Regions from separate parts of the Triticum aestivum genome. Here region 2 is linked to region 1. A link is a contact called in public Hi-C data. All regions are on one chromosome and are shown on one strand. The core of a region is the stretch at or near the end of the contact, and the rest is flanking DNA. Distances in the headings are between cores, read along the strand shown. Region 1 holds the start of LOC123079565 (DNA-directed RNA polymerases I, II, and III subunit RPABC5). Region 2 holds the start of LOC123079567.

Region 1 (6,041 bases), core at 1,131-3,630:
GCAGAATGGGTTCAATTAACTCAACTTGTCTCCGTCTTCTCCAGGGCTGAAAATGAACTACTGTCAGTTCCAAAAGAAATAACAAAGGAAGCAGCAGAATATAGCTTACATAGTCACATAACAGCATCAACTTACTGTTGTAGTTGAGCAACTTCTCGATGAGGTCAACATGGGTCATGAGCATACGGCGGCAGCAGTAGCGTACCAAACCCAAGGCATCCAGAGCATCCCTAACAACATACAACAGCAGAAAGATGGATAAAATCAGATTTCAATATAATAGTTGTAAACATTATATACAATATTAGCAATAAAGTTATCTAATAAACCATAACCGATGTCCCTTCTAATAATTCTAATCTCTAGAAAAGTAAAAAAAATAGGTAGGGTAAGGATGCTCTTCTAGTTTTTAGGAACTGTATTGACAAATAAGTAGTGATTTCCTAGTCTTAAGCATGGGGAACAAAAACATAGACGCAAATGTCGAGGTGGAACACCATCGAGCAAAGATTCCAACATTTCAGAAACCAAGCACCTCAGCCACACTCAACGGTAGACTCCAATGTGTTCGTAACTATAATATGTATGTAATATAATTTACAATTTTACACATGAACATTTGTCTTGTCATTATAGTGTTCATTAACAAGAAACACCATACTGTTACACAATAACATCGGTATGCAGAGTAGGGGTGGGGAGTACATATGGCTAATCTGATGACATTCTTTACTATACTCTATGTACCTCGCTGCGTCCGATAATAAGAAAATATAATACAATCGTATGCAATAAAAATTACAGTCATCATCAGCTTCTGTTTTTTTGTCTTTCTAGTGTCCATTTAAGATACACAATATTATTCAACATAACATTACGACACAGCATGCAGAGTATGGAGAGTACACATGGCTAAAAAGGTGAAATATTGTTTTGCAAAGACTACAAAGATTAGTATACTACCATACTCTTAAGTACCTAGTTACGTTCGACACTAAGAAAATATGATAAAACTTTAACAAAGGGAAAAACACGTAATAGGATGCAAACATAGCAACTATCATCCATTCTTAGCCATTTGGTTTAACACTGGAATAATTCTAATTGCTCCATACATCCCAGTCAAAGTGACAGTTCAGTGAAAGGGCAAGTAGAAGGCTTATGAAATATCTAAAACAGGGAAGCACCACACTAGTAAGGGCCCCCAAATGCATCAAAAGGTGCATGACACAGCCACTAGTTTTCAGTTTTCATGCATTATGGATCAGGTACGCTATGGTGTTCAGTGGTGCACCATGTACGTCACAAGATATACAGCATACTAGTCTTCTAGCTAAAAATGAAAAGAAGCCGACATTGCAAATGCAGGCTCCCTCAAGGCCTCATCCACCAAATCAGGATCAAAGGCAGAGCCAGTACAATATGCACAATCAAACCGGAGCCCAGGAACCAGGATGCATAAATGTTTACCCCTCAGTGTAATCGGCCTGGAGAAGATCGAGGTAGTGGTCCCACTTGTTCCCGATCACCTGTCCAAGCATAAAAACTGATCTTGTGAGTTGATCTCTTTCTTCAGGCAAAGGCCAAGAATTCTCCCAATTCATTATATGAACATGTAGATAGGAAAAAACATGCAGAGCTATTCACAGAAGTTTAAATGGAATACTTTTCAGTAAGCTTAACCCTAGAAAAATTGATGTGTCACACAACAACTACACCCTAGCATTAAATCTTGGGTACAAACATCGCCTGGTTATTTGAGAGGATCGATGAGAAAAATCTTAGTGTACCACCACATAAACCTAGAAGAAGAGTGCATACCCCCTAAGAGGCAATGTGCCCTAAGCCGCGGCGTGGGGCGGTGGGGGTGATGGGGTTTACCTTGCCGCAGGTGAAGCAGCGAACCGGGATGATCATCTTGGATCCTCTGCCTCCGCCTTTGCCGCCGCCGCTGGAGAAGAAGGAAAGGGGAACAAGGGTTTTCGGGACGAAGGAGAGGGTCAGTGAGAGAGGATTAATCTGCAAACGGTGTGAGAGAGGACATGAAAAATGAATGGAGAGGGATGGGGTTGCACATCTGGTTCTGGACGAGCTCACCTTGAGCCTCTGAAGTGGCGACGGCGGGGGAGAAGAGCAGCGTCGCCGGCGGCAGGGGTCGGCTGCTGGCAGGTTGGGAAGAAGGACGGACTCGCGGTGTCGGGGAAGGGCGGCTCGAGGACCAGACGGTAGTCGGGGTGGTGAGGGGGTCGCCGGACGAAGTTCACCGGCGACGAGAGATGGCGGCGTCGGGACGGCCTCGTCGCTGGCGGCTAGGGTTGACGAGCGACGAGTGGCCGAGGACAGAGGATAATGGGGATCGGGATTATTTCGAGCTTGTCCATCGAACAGGTAAGGGCCACTTCGCAGTGGCATCTGATCGTAAATAAGGCCAACTCCAGGAATGTTTTTTTTTCCGCAAGCAGGAATCCCGATTCTTTTTTTTTTTGCACGCCAAATGTGTGTAATACAATGCCAAATGTGCTCAAACTGTAGGTCTTGATTCCTTTTCAAAATTTTAGAAAGAGGGTATTTTAGCCGTGCTTTGAAAAGGAGTACTCTGTCTCTCTGTAAACATGCTGACATGTTTTCTCAAACTGCTCTCTGTAAAAATGCTGTGTTTTGAAAAGGAGTACTATCGGTAAACGTGTTTTTTCAAAAAAAAAATCAAAATCTTTTCAAAAACTGTAGGAACAATTCTGACATGTTTTTCAAACCGCTCTCTGTAAACATGGTGACATGTTTACTGACATCACAAAGAGAGTGCTCCCTTTGTTTCTTCTAGAGGAAGATGGCCCCTTGTTTGATCACCATCAACAACCACAGAGGAAAACTTGATTTTTCATCGTACTCCTGACATCCAAACATTTACTGAAAACAGTGGCTAGGATGAAGATGAAACAGTGGCTAGGCAGTGTACAATGTTCTTTGACTGTCTATAAGATTCAGAGTGAAAAGAAGTATTTTTTGGGCCATCTATATATACTCTGAATTATTTTTAGGCCATCTATATATTTTTAGGAAAACATTCAGAGCCATCTAGGAGCATGTAAATAGGCCATCTATATAAGATGCAGAGTATCTATGCCTATTATTTTGAGTAGTGCACTACCATCATAATGCAAAGAACATAGTCTCTCCCTATTATTCCAATTAATCCAAATTATTGGAAGGTAGCAATGGCGAACTTGAGCGAGGGAAGGACAGCGCAAGGTAGAAGATAAGATAAGGAGAGGGAAAATGAGAGGCCCAGACTGATTCTATTTCAAATTCGATGCTACAGCAGTATTACACTCTGGCTTATATATCTTTCGCCGGCCCACTAGTGGTTACACGGCCCAGCGGCCCACGCATACTAGACGACCCACTCAACACTGCTTGACCCGTTCAAATCACTCCCGCCTTCTACTAGGCCTCCTATACCTTCTTCAGTCGTTTGCTGCCCGCGATCGCCTCAGACTGCCGCACCTCGGCACTTACAAGTGTCTATGCCTATTATTTTGAGTAGTGCACTATCATCATAGAGTAAATAGCATAAAACTACTAGTTTACAAGCTATGGTTCCAAAAAACTACCGAATTTATTTTTTTCGCTGATAACTACCAAGTCAGGGGTTGGCTGTTTCAAAAAACCCCAAATTCTCTTTGTTAAAAAATTAAACAGGTTTATGACAGGTCGGGCCCGCCACTAAACACACCGTTTGGTTGACCATTTGTTTGACCGTTAACTGACTTGTGGGGGCCACATGTCACTGTCTGTTTTAAAAAACCGCGATCAGGTCCTTATAAATTTTTACAAAAGCAATCGGGTCCCTCCCGTCCCTGTGCTCCAGAACGATAGGAGCTGCGCTGGCCAGCAGCCCCGCCGGATGAACTCGCCGGCCAGCAGCCCAGCCGTGAGGAGCTCGCCGGCCAGTAGCCCCGTCGTCGCCGCGGGCCTCCCTTCGGTCGCCCGTCGTCGTACACTGCGCGCGGGGTGGACCTCCCGTTCGGCCCCAACAGATCCATGGTGCAGCGTGTGTGCCGGCGGCCGCCTCCTCCGGCCGGCGAGCCGTGCCCGCAACCGCGGTGTGCTCCCCATAGTGCGGCTTCTCCCTCTTCTCTCCTCCTCGCGCCAACTCGAGGTGGGTGCGGGCTGCTGGCTCTGTCGCGCTGGTGGCGGAGGTCAGGGGTTGCGGGAGCGGGCGGGGACTGCTGGTGCTGTCTACGGCGCGGGTGGCAGCGCGACGACGACTGCGGGCGGACCCCCATGGCGTGCGCGGCGACGACCACGGGCGAAGCCCCATGGCGGCAGTGCGCGGTGGCGACCACCCATGGCGACGTGCAGCGGCGACCACGGGCGGAGCCCCATGGATGCGCAACGGCGACCACGGGCAGAGCCCTTTGGAGGCGCGGCGGCGACAGTCCAAGGACCCGATTGCTTTTTGAAATTGATTCCAGGGACCTGATTGCTTTTTAAAAATATTTGTAGGGGCTAATCTGTAAAAATTCTGTTGATGAGGCGCTGACATGTGGCCCCCACAAGTCAGTTAACGGTCAAACAAATGGTCAACCAAACGGTGTGTTTAGTGGCGGGCCTGACCTGTCATAAACCTGTTTAATTTTTTAACAAAGAGAATTTGGGGTTTTTTGAAACAGCCAACCCCTGACTTGGTAGTTATCAGCGAAAAAAATAAATTCGGTAGTTTTTTGGAACCATAGCCTGTAAACTAGTAGTTTTATGCTATTTACTCCATCATAATGCAAAGGACATAGTCCCTCCCTATTATTGCAATTAATCCAATTATTCCAAATCATTTATTCTCAATCACAAGTATGAGCAGTACAACTGAACTGATCCACTGCTCCTCTACTCTGAAACCAGTTGCTAGGCAAGAATTGAATGGTTGAGGTTTTTGGTTTTTTTTGTAAAAAGAAAGTAAGTTGAACTGGACGGAGTACAATATATATCTTGGCCCTCCGCCTCCCGATCCCGCCGCCGCCTCCCAATCCGATCCCCGTCTAGCCCAGCCCCTCCTCCTCCCGATCCCGCCGCCTCCCGATCCGATCCCCTTCTAGCCCACCCCTCCGCCTCCCGATCCCAACCCAGCACCGCCGCCATGTTGCGATGATGGAGCTGCTAACACTTGAGTTGGTGAACGAACTGAAAACAGTCCACAACGGGGTTGCTGGGAGTTGGATGATCTTGAACGGACTGTGCAAACAGTACGTCTTACACACACACACACACACACATAGATACATCTCACCAATAGAGGACTCTTGCACCCTATGCTTAGTTTGTTTCTTGTTTTAGATTAAGACGCTCGTGAAAGAATCTCGAATGATGTCCAAGTTCATCACCACGGCCGAGAACACGGTTAGGGACAACACCAGCCAGGAAGAGCAGCTGCAACAGAAGATGCAAGACGAAACTGCCTTAAAGCAGTAGATGCAAGCTCGGATGCAAGAGATTGCAACTTTGAAGGAGCAGATGCAGAAGAAGTACAAAGAAAATGCCAACTTGAAGAATCAAGTAAAAATAATCAATGCTCAAATGAAGTCCGAAGTGACAAAGCTTAATGACGATATCCAGAAGCTGACTGCCCTTGCTAAGAACATGGAAGAGGCTGAAGATCAAAAGCTGAAGCAGCTGCAAGATTACCTCAAGAAATGGAGAGATCAAAGAGCTGCTCGTGACGCTGAGGATGTTTCCAGTGGTACGTAAGTTTGAGTTGCTCCTTATTTTAGTTGGATTTTCCTCATTTAGTTAGCCTTGTCATTCACTTCATCTTGTCTTGTTAGTCTTCGCACAATGCGACCTTAACCCGTTGAATTGATTTTTGCAGTGCCAGGTTCAGTGACGAGAAGGACAAGAAGCACTTCAGGAAGAATTGATCCTTAAGGTTGTGAAATTATTATCTTGACTTATATAAGTTTTCTTCTTTTAGATGTTCCATTGGTAGTGCTTAATTGTTACAGAATGTAGTTTAGCTTGTGCGATGGCGGAAACGTCTTATGAAAGAA
Region 2 (6,092 bases), core at 1,391-3,890, 340 kb after region 1:
CTGCATAAATTACTCCACTTGGCACGTCCAGCTGCGGGTTGATACACACGAGTCGTTCATGAAGTACTAGGAGCAATGTTCTGCGCTTGCTGGTGCGTAGTGCGGTAAATAGGAGTACTTCACACAGACACTAGGAATGTTTGTATGGTATGTACTCCTTTTGCAAACTAATATAAAAACGTTTAGATCACTATTTTAATGATCTAAACGTTTTTATATTAGTTTACGGAGAGAGTACTATATAACTCGGAGCAGATTGTATCGAATGTACTCAAGCAGCGAGCAGCTCCTCCTGATCCATGTTGCACGTACTCATTTGCTATGCTTTTTTTTTTTTTTGCAGGTGGCTCATCTGCTATGCTACCCCTGCATTGACCTCGATCCCTCAAGGCCTGAATGCTTCTTGTTAGTTTGACAGTTTACCATTCGATTTAACTAAACCACACTGTGCTGTCGTTGACCGAAGGTGTAGCGTGACCTGGATAATCAGTGAGCACAACATGTGGAGCTGAGGCTCATATTTGACTTTCATTATTGCCAAACACAAACAGAGTAGTCAATTTTGCTGGTTAGGAATTTAAATACCGGCACACACTTTTTTTGACAGTTTAGGAGTACATATTTGACCACATAGTAAATGTGTAAGAGCAACTCCAATGAGGCGACCCATTTCGTCTGCCGCCGTTCGTTTGGGTCGGCGTGGACAAAAGAGGAGGCCCAACGCGGCGACCCAAACCCAAATGGAGTCCGCTTCGCGTCGGCGCGGACGCGAAACGGACGCCACGCGCGCCTTCTCGGTGTCCGCCACGGCCCCACCTGGCGGTCGTCCAACCGCCCGCCACCTACCTGGTCAGCTTAATTTATGACCTGGGGCCTACACGCCAGCGATGACGGTCGTCTTTTTTTAAGCCGACCGTGCGGTGGGGCCGTCCTCATCCAGCCAGTCCCCGTCCCCATCTAGCCACGCTCGCTCCCCCGTCGCCGGCAAACCCTAGCCACCCTAGCCGTGCCAAATGGGGCTCTTCTCCGGCACCGACAGCAGCTGGAAGGCCAAGGGCAAGTCGCCCGCCATCCCCTTTCGCCCGGAGTTTCTCCTGCCTCCGCCGACGCCAGCTCGCCGGCCGAGGCATCACGTCAACGTGCCTGTGCACCAGGCGGAGTGGCACTGGCAGCACGGCGTGCCTCTCCCGTACCCTAACGCCACCCTGCCGCATGACTGGTGCCTAGATCCGGAGAGGATCCCCCAGGGCGCACGCGGAGGAGGTGCGGCGCCGACGGGCGCTCCTGACGCCGGAGTAGCGCCGCGACGCCGCCTACGCCTCTGACTCGCCCAACTAGGCGCGTTGGTTCGCCTTCGAGCATGAGGAGGCGAGGCGACGCGGCGTCCGCGAGGTCGACCGCACCGTGCCACCGCCCCCGCTCATCGTCCGTGAGGAGGACTAGGCGGCGAAGGCCGCCTACCAGGCTGCCCTTGCGGCGGTCTACCGGGAGAGCGAGGAGGACGAGCGGCGGCAGAGAAAGAGGAGGCGGCGTACGAGACGGCCATGGCCCTCTCCGCAGCGGGCGACTGCGTCCTGCCGCCGGTGACCCCGCCGTCCCTGCCGTCCTATGTGAAAGCCGAGCCGGAGCCGGAGCCCATCGAGCGCTACTCCTGGACGGGAGTAGTGTGCGAGTGGGTCCGCGCGCCGCCGGTCTGGGTGGGGGCGATGCCGACGCAGGAGGCGCCGTACCTCGAGCACTGGCACCACATCCGGCTGGCCAAGGAGCGCCGCGACGGCGAGTACCTCGAGATGCTCGAGCACGGCGCCGATGAGGAAGCGTGCCAGGCCGCGGCGGCACAGGCGGCGGCAGAGCCCGCGCCCGACATGAACGCCCTCTGGAACTTGGTGTTCTCCTGGGCCGGCCCTGCGCCGGCGCTCATCGACCTGACGGACCCTGAGGACGACGACGACGCCTAGGGCAGCGCGCCGCCTCGTAGTTTAGTTTATTTTTAGTTTTTATTAATGCTAATATGGACGCGTGGACTCTCACCGGCCTTCGTGGTCAGCTTTAATGTATAATTATTACATGTTTTCTTTTTTTTCTCGCGCCGTCAAAAATGGGGCGAGCCAGCGTTGGACGCACGCGCCGACCCAAACGCGAAAGCGTACGTTCGTGTCCGCCTGGCCGACCCAAACGAATAAAAAACGGACAAAAATGTCGTTCGTTTGGATCGGTCCATTGAAGTTGCTCTAAGTATTCAAGATTTAGGAAGCACCCGATAAAAGAAAAGGTCATGGAACCACCCACTATGACCAGTGATCCACCTCAACAATCAACGCTCCAATTTTGACCAGACCCCCACCATCCCACGACACGATCGAGGACCCCCTTTAGCCATCGTTAACCGACTGACAGCTGGGCCCGGCGACAAGGAGATCTCGTCGTGCGACCCCATAACCCCGACACGTCGCCTCTATCCCAGCAAACCCGCCGCCGACTTTTCCAGACCCACCGCCCGATTTTCACCCTCTCCCACCCCGCCCGCGCCCACCCGCACCCAGCCACCCACTGGCAACTGGGCCCGCACGCCCGCCGGTCCCATGAGGGATATATCTCGTGACGGCCAGGCCCCAGGCATTTACCCGCCCAGCGATTCGAAAAGCGAAGGCGAAATCAAAACAGCGCAGGCGAAGAGGGGGGACGAGAAAAAAATACTAACCGCGACGAGCACACGCACGCACCCCGTCTCTCTCGCTTCTTCCTCCCCCGCCCCGGTCGCGGTCTCGCACGCCTCATCGCCGCAAGCAAAGGCCAAGGTGGCAGGAGCTCCTCGCGGCTCTCTCGGAGCGGCGGCGCCGGCGCGAGGGGAGCGGGATCCGGATCCCGCGCGGCGGAGCGATCCCCGGCCGCCTCGCCGGATCGCCGGAGACAGTGTAAGTAGCTGGTGGTTACCGCTGCTTTGATTGAGTCCGGCCGCATGCGTTTGAGTTTATGAGTGATTTTTTCTACCCTCTGTGCTTGCAGTTGCTGGTCTCCATATAGTTGGGGATTTTTCGGAGTCTGAGGCGGGATTCAGAGATGGAGGAGCTGCTGGGCACGGAGATCGGGAAGCACGACTACGACTGGTGATGCTCTAGACCAATCATTGCTCCCGTTTGGCGGTGATCTGATTCACTAAGTCTGTGTGCGATTTCATGTTTTCCCCCTTTGCCATCGAACGGCGAATCCTCGGTCCAAGCTTAGTGTAATGGCTGCGATGCTGTGTTTTCAGACGTTTTTGAGTCTGTGGTACTGCCCCAATCATATGGTGGGGTATTGTTGGTCGTGTCAGGTGCGATTGTTTCTGGTTAAGATTGCATGATACCGAATAACTGAAGCTGTTTGGCTTAGTTAGGATTAGCTGCAACCGGATGGTTGGTCGGTGGGCTCCTTCTTAGCAGAGCAAAGCATGGGACATAACACGTACTGTATATCACTTTATTACTCATCTAAACATGGGAGTATCTTGGAAAGGCAAAATAGATAAATGCCACAGCAAATAGGCAGGCTGATAGCATTGCCAACTTTAGGATATCCTAAATTGGATACTGTAATGATACTCCAATTGCACTGCCACAGAGTTATTGCATTGTCAAAGCCATGTAGGATTAACTGAAGGTTGGCCCGGCAGCAACTGGCGATCATAAATATAGCTGATTAATTTCCAATCTTAGTCTGGTTGAGTTGCCATTTTGTGTAGAATTACTGCAGTGTTTCAGTTGCAATTATGTAGTGACCTATAAAACCTGGTACCACATCTTATACTGGGGTGAGATGATTAAATGACCATCAAGATGTAGGCTAAAGTTTATTTGGATGTCATTCGCATGAGCAGTGCTTGCCAAAATATGCGGTGTTTTGCTGTTGGATGAGATGTATGCTTCTCATGCTCGAGTGTTTTGTGCTTTGGCTTTGGCTTTTTATTGATAAATCTTTTGTGATTTACATAACATGTGAATGCATTCCTCAGGCTTCTTACTCCCCCGGGAACACCCCGTGCTCCTGCACTGGAGGTTGCTGAGAAAGCCCCACCATCAAATGTGCCTAAACGGACCGTCACTAGATCTTCCTCAACCACCAGAGCATCAAGGGTTGGTACTATTTGCTTCAGATATGTTTGCATACTGGTGGTTCAGCTTTCATTATGAACTTGTAGTTTAAAGGAAGTATATCTTGCTTTACTGGCCTGTTACATGCCTGTCAGTGTCCCTCTATGCACATGTTACGGGTTGTACAGATAGAACTAGGAACGCACTGGGTCCAGAGTTCAAACCTCAATAGGTTCAAGACTCACGACTAGTTTGTGCAAAACTACAGTCACACACGCACGCAGGCGGCATTGGTGTCCGTTTTGATACCGCATGCCTGAATTGAAGAGGTTGTCATGAACAACGCAGCGTACTTATAACTGACCTATAGTAATTAATAGTCGAAGTAAATCACTGGAGTCATTCAAATCCTGCCTACTGAATGCACCATATCAGCTGTGGCTATTCACTGCTGCGTATTGTTGCTAAGGTGTTAGTTTTCCACTTTAGTTTTTCATCACTCGGCATAGTTCAAAAGGGGTTTGCAGGAGGCTACAAGCCCAAGGGATTTCGCTACAAGCCCAAGGGATTTCACTGCTGCATATTGTTGCTAAGGTGTTAGTTTTCCACTTTAGTTTTTCATCACTCGGCATAGTTCAAAAGGGGTTTGCAGGAGGCTACAAGCCCAAGGGATTTCGCTAAGTTCTTTTATTTAGTATGATACCGTGGACAACAATGTAAAATAATGTTTTGAAGGATTCTATGTAACTTGAATAGTTGTTCAGACCCGTTACTTGTGGCCTGCAATCTCACTGTAGTAAAAATGCATGGTCTGTCTGGCCTTTTGGCTGACAACTCTCGCATGGATCTGATCTCCCGCCCAGCCTCCACAGTCAGCGGCTAGCTTCACTGACTGATGGTTTTTGGCCATCCATGCCGTCGCAGCAGTGTTGCGCAAGGGCACTTCATCCCTCATCCAGTTCACTATTTGAGAGATCTGGAGGCACCACAACGTGCAGGTCTTCACCAGCGTGCCCCCTGATGTGCACTGCCTGCTCACATGCTACTGTGTGGGTAGATGCCGGGGCGTCAGGCCTCAGGGAGATTATTCATGCTGCCCAGGCCGTGTTGTAGTCTTCTTTGGTGTTCTATTGGCTCTAACAAAGTGCCAGCCTAAGCCTCAGGCTTGTAACACACACTTCTTTCTAATTAATGCATCGGCACGCAAAATTTTTGTGTTTTGTCACAAAAAAAAACTGATTGCTGATCTTACAAAGGCAGATAAAGGTGAAAGAAAAGTTTTATACATCCTGGGAAATTCATAGGATGTTGTAACACATCTTAATTTCAGGCTTTGCAGGTATAAATTTCAATTTTATGGACCGTAATATCTTGGTAAAGTTGCAACGAACTCTATGGAAGTGAAAAGGAATAATGTTAATTTAGGCAAACCTCTTGTTCTTTTATTTAGGCTATGCTATGAAGATCAACAGAATACATAACATTCAGGTGTTTGGTCGATTGTCTGTACCATTGGACTTCTGTTAAGTAATTTTGGAATGTTTTGCAAGGTTACACATGTGCTCTCATGTTCATATGCTAAACCTTTCTTTTTTGTACAATCTACGGCAACTATTGTCCAGTGAAAGCAACTGAGTCCAATGTAGTTTGGAATGGGGCAATTCACATACTTGGTATAATTGTATTGCACTATTTCTCATCTAACCAACCATAGGAACATACTTATCTGTACAACTTTTCCTTGACACCTATTATTTCTTAGTTGGCTATATGGTGCTGATCAGTGATCAAAACTAACATAAATGCATCATGTTTTTATTTCAGCTTTCTGTTGATGAAACAGAGAATGGGCATTCAGCAGCTCCCAATAGACCAGTGCGAAGCATGTCCCGACCTTCAAACAGGTCATCAGTGCTCACTCCAAGCATTTCTTCTGTCAGTTCGAGACCTACTACCCCGACCAAGAGGACTAGCACTCTTCCCTCTTCAATGCCATCAGCTCCAGCTTCACGTCCAGTGGCA

The links. Hi-C and Micro-C count contacts between places; a contact is called where the count stands out from the background.
Region 2: a Hi-C map of leaf shows a contact between it and region 1, with 4 times the contacts expected there. The contact joins the promoter of LOC123079567 here to the promoter of LOC123079565 in region 1. A contact is called at or near these places in 3 of 5 Hi-C or Micro-C datasets (all in leaf) and 1 of 1 datasets of contacts at active chromatin or transcription factors (leaf).

What each region holds. Positions count from the first base shown.
Region 1 is chr3D:448,509,881-448,515,921 of IWGSC CS RefSeq v2.1, forward strand. It overlaps LOC123079565 (DNA-directed RNA polymerases I, II, and III subunit RPABC5), which reads right to left and starts at 2,381. Exons shown (of 5, transcript XM_044502355.1): 1 at 2,098-2,381; 2 at 1,882-2,019; 3 at 1,471-1,529; 4 at 136-230; 5 at 1-46. The coding sequence starts at 1,917. The coding sequence ends at 21.
Region 2 is chr3D:448,850,769-448,856,860 of IWGSC CS RefSeq v2.1, forward strand. LOC123079567 reads left to right here and starts at 2,641. Exons shown (of 5, transcript XM_044502356.1): 1 at 2,641-2,915; 2 at 3,007-3,107; 3 at 3,992-4,112; 4 at 5,895-6,092. The coding sequence starts at 3,061.